Regions from separate parts of the Oryctolagus cuniculus genome. Here region 2 is linked to region 1. Evidence: chromatin contacts called from public Micro-C data. All regions are on one chromosome and are shown on one strand. Each heading gives the region's core, a stretch centred on a gene start, on an enhancer-like site or on the middle of the called end of the contact. The rest is flanking DNA. Distances are from core to core; before and after follow the strand shown. Region 1 holds the start of LIAS (lipoic acid synthetase). Region 2 holds the start of PDS5A (PDS5 cohesin associated factor A).

Evidence for each region. Hi-C and Micro-C count contacts between places; a contact is called where the count stands out from the background.
Region 2: a Micro-C map of ear pinna shows a contact between it and region 1, with 6 times the contacts expected there. The contact joins the promoter of PDS5A here to the promoter of LIAS in region 1. A contact is called at or near these places in 3 of 6 Hi-C or Micro-C datasets (ear pinna, psoas muscle and an unstated tissue).

Annotation. Positions count from the first base shown.
Region 1 is chr2:33,343,062-33,345,761 of mOryCun1.1, forward strand. LIAS (lipoic acid synthetase) reads left to right here and starts at 1,346. Exons shown (of 11, transcript XM_002709274.5): 1 at 1,346-1,547. The coding sequence starts at 1,503. RPL9 (ribosomal protein L9) reads right to left here and starts at 1,340. Exons shown (of 8, transcript XM_002709392.5): 1 at 1,267-1,340; 2 at 762-808; 3 at 543-658; 4 at 1-34. The coding sequence starts at 807.
Region 2 is chr2:33,763,786-33,766,485 of mOryCun1.1, forward strand. It overlaps PDS5A (PDS5 cohesin associated factor A), which reads right to left and starts at 1,311. Exons shown (of 33, transcript XM_008275183.4): 1 at 1,114-1,311; 2 at 66-243. The coding sequence starts at 203.

The sequences.
Region 1 (2,700 bases), core at 96-2,595:
CCTTTCTATTTCCCCACCATTTGTCAACCCGGAGCTGTTAACAGATAAAAGCATTTTAGCGGTCTTTTCAGAAACAAGTAGGACCAAAATGGCAGTCCATTTATTCACCGAATTACCCTAGCTTCTGGAATGGAAAGCCCAATCACACACACACCTCCGGCAGTGAAGCGTTTTCATTACTATACAACACAGGTACACAATTTCACAAAGGAATGACAGCCCCAAGTGACAACACAATTTCACAAAGGAATGACAGCCCCAAGTGACCACAAACTTCACTTTCGGAACGCGAATCCCAGATTCTTACAAAGCCATCATAAAACTAGGCTTAATTTCTAAGCACTAACACCACTGAGCTTTAAAAATCCGCTGTCTTCACAACCTGGTTTTCCAATTTCACTAAAGCAATTCTAAGCTATGTTTCTAGATGTCACATTCTAAAGCTAACACACTGAACCTCCAAACCTGGTGCCTTTGGAAGCCACTCCCTTCCAAACAAGCGACCCAAGCGTCGCCCGGCCACCCGCTGCCCCAGGACTCACCCTCTTCTTTTTCTTTCCCAGGAGACTGAGTTCCACATTGATGTGATTGAAGTCCCTCCGCAGGGTTCCTCTGGGCCCCTTCACAATGACTGTGCGCCCCTTCAGACTGATGTCGACTGCACGGAGAACGTATTGATTCGTTAAGGCCACGGAATTAAAGGCTTGGGACACATACAGCAAATAATGCAGGAGGAAAATACACACACTCAAATCTCATACCATTTTCTGGGATGTCGACCGTCTGATTGCTGAGAATGGTCTTCATTCTGAAACATAAACACGGGCGGTAAGAAGGCAAGCGCAGGGCCCGAGTGCCACCGAACCACAACGCACGACAGCTCCACGTCCACCGGAACTGCCCGGCATAAATCCCCAGAACGTAAGAAAACCCAGCCTGACAGCAGGCCCCAAAGCGTCCAGGCCCGAAAAGAACGGTCACAAAGTGCGTGTTGTGAGGCCCAGCGGGCGAACTCCCCGCTCAGACCAGTCCTGGAAGTTCCGTCCGGGCGGCGCCATGCCAGTAAGGGTGAGGAACGGGTGGGGGGGGGGGGGCCTAAAAGCCTACAATATGACTGGTATCCTGGCGCCTCCAGGTCCATATTGCGCTCGTCGCGCTGAGGGACAAACAGCATACGAGTTCCGAGGCTCGGACCCGCGCCGCTGGCTTTCCTAGAGGCGATGGTTTCAGATTCCCAGGGCCCATCGGATACAGAAACATCCTCACCTCGCAGTAGATGCGGCAAAGAGAGAGCGTCTTTCGTCATCACGTACTTGTAGTGCGTAAGGGCCCTGCGTATTGCGTCATGAATGTGCGACGCCACCGAAAACTAAAGCAGCCAATCGCGGAGCAGCTCATGTTGCTCTGGCTCAAGTGCTTCGTCATAAGCCGAGCGACGGAGTGTCGACCTGTCCTTTCTGTGTTTTTTGTGATCCTCCCATCCTGTTAAGGCTAAAAAGGGGATGTCTCTACGCTGCGGGGACGCCGCCCGCACCCTGGGGCCCCGGGTGAGCGGTGGGGCGAATAGGGTGCGGGTGCGGGGTGTGGGGCTCCCATCCCTTCAGCTCGCAATGATAAAGGCCAATGCTTGTTGATCGATCACTTTTTTTTTTTTTAACATTCATTTTATTTATTTGAAAGGCAGAGTTACAGAGAGACAGAGGGAGACAGAGAGACACAGAGAGAGGTCTTCCATATGCTGGTTCACTCCCTAATTTGCCGCAATAGCGGCTGCGCCTGTCGGGAGCCAGGAGCTTCTTCCGGGTCTCCCACGTGGGTGCAGGGGCCGGAGAAGTTGGACCATCCTCTTCTGGTTTCCCAGGCCAAGGCCGAGAGCTGGAGCGGAAGTAGTGTAGTGGGGACTCCAAGGAGCGCCCCATTGGGATGCCAACGTAGCAGGCGGCGACTTTACTCGCTATGCCACGATGCCGGCCCCCACCCGTGACTACTGGAAACATTTTTCATGTCAACTTTTTTAATGCCCCCTACTATCCTGTGAGGTAGATTCTCTGGTATTGGTTGGTTTGAGGGTCTCTCTGGGCTGGCACCTAGAGCTTCTTTCTGCTTAGAGTGGTTTGCACCCTCTATTGGAGCATTGCAAAGGAACATCCCAAGTAGCTGCTGATATTGGGATCATCCCGTGTGTTACACGCCACCCCAGCTGCTAGGAACCCAGAGGAAACTACCCTCCAAAACTGCAGGCACGGACTAGTGCAGTACCACGGGCGCTATCTGTGGAATTCACTGTGCTTTGTAGGGTGTTAGGTATCCTGTGCAAAAATGGGTCAGATCTGGAAGCCAATTACCATGGTTTCCGATACTCAACAAATGCCCCCGGCTGCTGCTTTTCCGATTCAGCTCTCTGCTGTGGCGTGGGAAAGCAGTGGAGGATGGCCCAAGTCCTTGGGCCCCTGCGCCCGCGTGGGAGACCTGGAAGAAGCTCCTGGCTCCTGGTTTTGGATCAGGCACAGCTCTGGCCATTGAGGCCATCTGGGGAGTGAACCAGCGGATGGAAGTCCTTTCTCTCTGTCTCTCCCTCTCACTGTCTATAACTCTACCTCTCAAATAAATAGATAAAAAATCTTAAAAAAAGACACACCTGTAGTACCTGTTAAGTACATAAAAATGTGACGTATTAGGCACAGGTTTCTTAAGTTATTC
Region 2 (2,700 bases), core at 61-2,560, 420 kb after region 1:
ACAGCCAGAGGAGGAAGCCCCTTCGACTACAGCCGTCGGACGTTGCAAGCTGTCGGAAGGCTTACCTTCAGCCGCTTGATCATTTCGTCGGTGGTGATCTTGTCGGTGATCTCCTTCACCCCCGGAGGGTAGGCGATCTTCCCATCGGCACTCACGACGCCACAGAGGGCAGTGGCAGGCTTGGGCTGCGCGGTGAAGTCCATCCTGGGGGACAACTTTTCTTTCACAGTCCTCTACCGGCCTCTATCGGTCAGAAAACCAAAGTTCAGCGAGAAAGGGGCGACTTTGTAACCTCTTTTTTCATTTCAAAAATCTCTAATCGGGAAAGGGCCCTTTCTCCCCCGGAGGCCAGAGACGCGGCCGCGGCTCCAGCGCTGGCTCCTTAGCGGGCCCGGGGATCCCGCCGCCCGCCCGCCGCCCCTACCCGCGCCGGCGCCGCCAGCCCCGGGCCCACGGGGCTCCCGGGCACCAGCCGCCTTGGCCGCGGGAGAAGCCGAGCAGCGCCAGGAGTTTCCCATTCCGCCTTTCACAATGAAATCCACCCCGGAGCTCCTAGGCCCTAAGTTTGGCTGCCTCCGGAGGCCGGTGAAGACCCCAAAGCCCCCGGCTCGGCTAGGCAGAAGCGCCCAGTCCCCGCCTGACCAGTCCACTCCGGGAAAGGAGACGCGAGGCCTATAGGGCTCGGCTTAGGCCGCAAAACTAGGGACCCAACCGGACCCACACGCCGCCGCGGCTCCTGGGAACAAAACGCTCTTGCACGGCCGAGCTTGGGCCCCTGGCAGTCCCCACCGGCTCCCGGCCCTCCTCGGTCCCGCTCCCCCACCCCTGCGGGAGGGGAAAACAGCCGCCTTCCACCCGCAACCCCACGCCAGGAAGAGGCTCCGCACTTCACATTTTGTTCCTTCAACTTCGGCTGATGGACCCCGGAGGCTTCCTACGCCCCCGGCCCCTCGGCGCCGCCCGGCCCCGCCAAGGCCTTACCGGCACCTCCCGGCAGCCGTGCCGGGCCTCGGACCCGCGGCACCTACCCCCCCACCCCCCGCGCTCCGGTCTCCCCTTCCGTCCCCTCCCTCCACCAGCCGAGGGCGGGAGCCGAGCCACCGCCGCCTTTACCTCCTCCTCATGCGGGCGGAAGGTGCATCGAGAGCCCGGGCCTCTGTCAGGTGGTTGCGCCGCCGCCCCTCGTCGGGCTGCACACAAAGCGGCTCCGCGGGTCCCGCCGCCGCCGCCGCCCGCCCGCCCCGGAGCGGCGCTGGGGCTGGCGGTGCCGAGGAGGAGCAGCCGCCGCGGGGGGAGACGCGGGGCGAGTGTGCACTGGGCGGGGAGACACTGCCGCTCTCCGTCTGGCCGAGGAAGAGCAGCCTCGGAGACGGCTCCTCCGGGAGCGTAGGCGCGGGTGTCCGCCCGGGACGCCCCCCACCACCACCACCACCACGGCCAGCCCGCCCGCACCTCGCGCGGGCCGGGGCCGCCGACCCGGACCCGGACGCCCCACGCAGCGGCGCGCGCCCGGCCCTCGGTGCCCCAGGGAGCCGGCGCCTCGCGCACACACCGGCCGGTCACGCGAGCGGCGCGAGAGCACGCGAGAGCAGTGCGCGCGCCTCGCTCCCTCCCCTTCCTCCGCCGGCCGTGCCTCCGCCTCCCTCGGGCCTGAGGCGGCCGCGCGCGGGGCCGACAGCGCCGCCATCCGGTTGGCGCCAAGACCCGCCGCGCGGGGCGCCTGAGGGAGGACGAGCGGAGGAGGAGCTCGGGTGGCGGGAAGCGAACCCCCGTCCCCACGGCCCTGCGAGGGTGCGCCGGGCGGACGGAGCTGCGCCTTTCGCCGCGGCGATGACTTCGTGACTTTGAGGGAGGACCACCCTGAGGGACTGGACGGAACCGGTGGAAAGACGATTAATTACTCGGTGAAAATGAACTGTATTTCCTCCCCAGGGACAGAACTACAAAAGTGAGGGGAAGTTTTTGCAACCCGACAACGTGGGCTGCTCATTTTTGCGTCTTCCGACAGCCAGTCGACTTCGCCTCCTACCCCCCCCCCCACCTTAGATTTCTAAACTTAGTATTTTGAAACCCACAAAAATACCCAGATGGCGCGCAGTCGACTAGTTCTCAAGGTATGGCCTCTGGGCCCCAGGCCTCGGGATCACTCGAGACACTGCCTGAAAAACATGTGTCTCCACCTGGAAAATCTACAGAATAGGAGCTCTGAGTGGAACCCCGGAATAAGCATTTGTACACGTTAGCAAGGTGGTTCCGGTGCGTGTGGGAGAACTCATTTTTAAAGTGTTCTAAACATACCAAAGATGAACTTTTTCTTTCATCTGAAGGAAAACAACCGCCAGGGAAAACTCAGTGCAGCAGCGTGTGAATAATTTAAGGTAAATAATTGAAGCAAGGGAACCTCAATAGCACACACACAATTTCAGAAGAGGAAGTTGAAAAGAGAATACAGTTACGTGAAATAGAATTCAGGTGTTGAAGCTGACCCCTGCCAGAGTTTAAAATGATGGTTGATTGTTTATTTAAATGATTCTTGATGGCTTTCCTTGCTCTTCTCCCCCCTCCAAAGCCTTCAACTTGACCTTAGAAATGCTAGAGGTATTGCCATTGTTTTTCAGGTGTAACACGAGGGAGTAATCATCTTGGACTTCACAGTTGCTGATTTGCTAGAGCTCTTCAGAAAAGTGCTGCTTTCTCCTT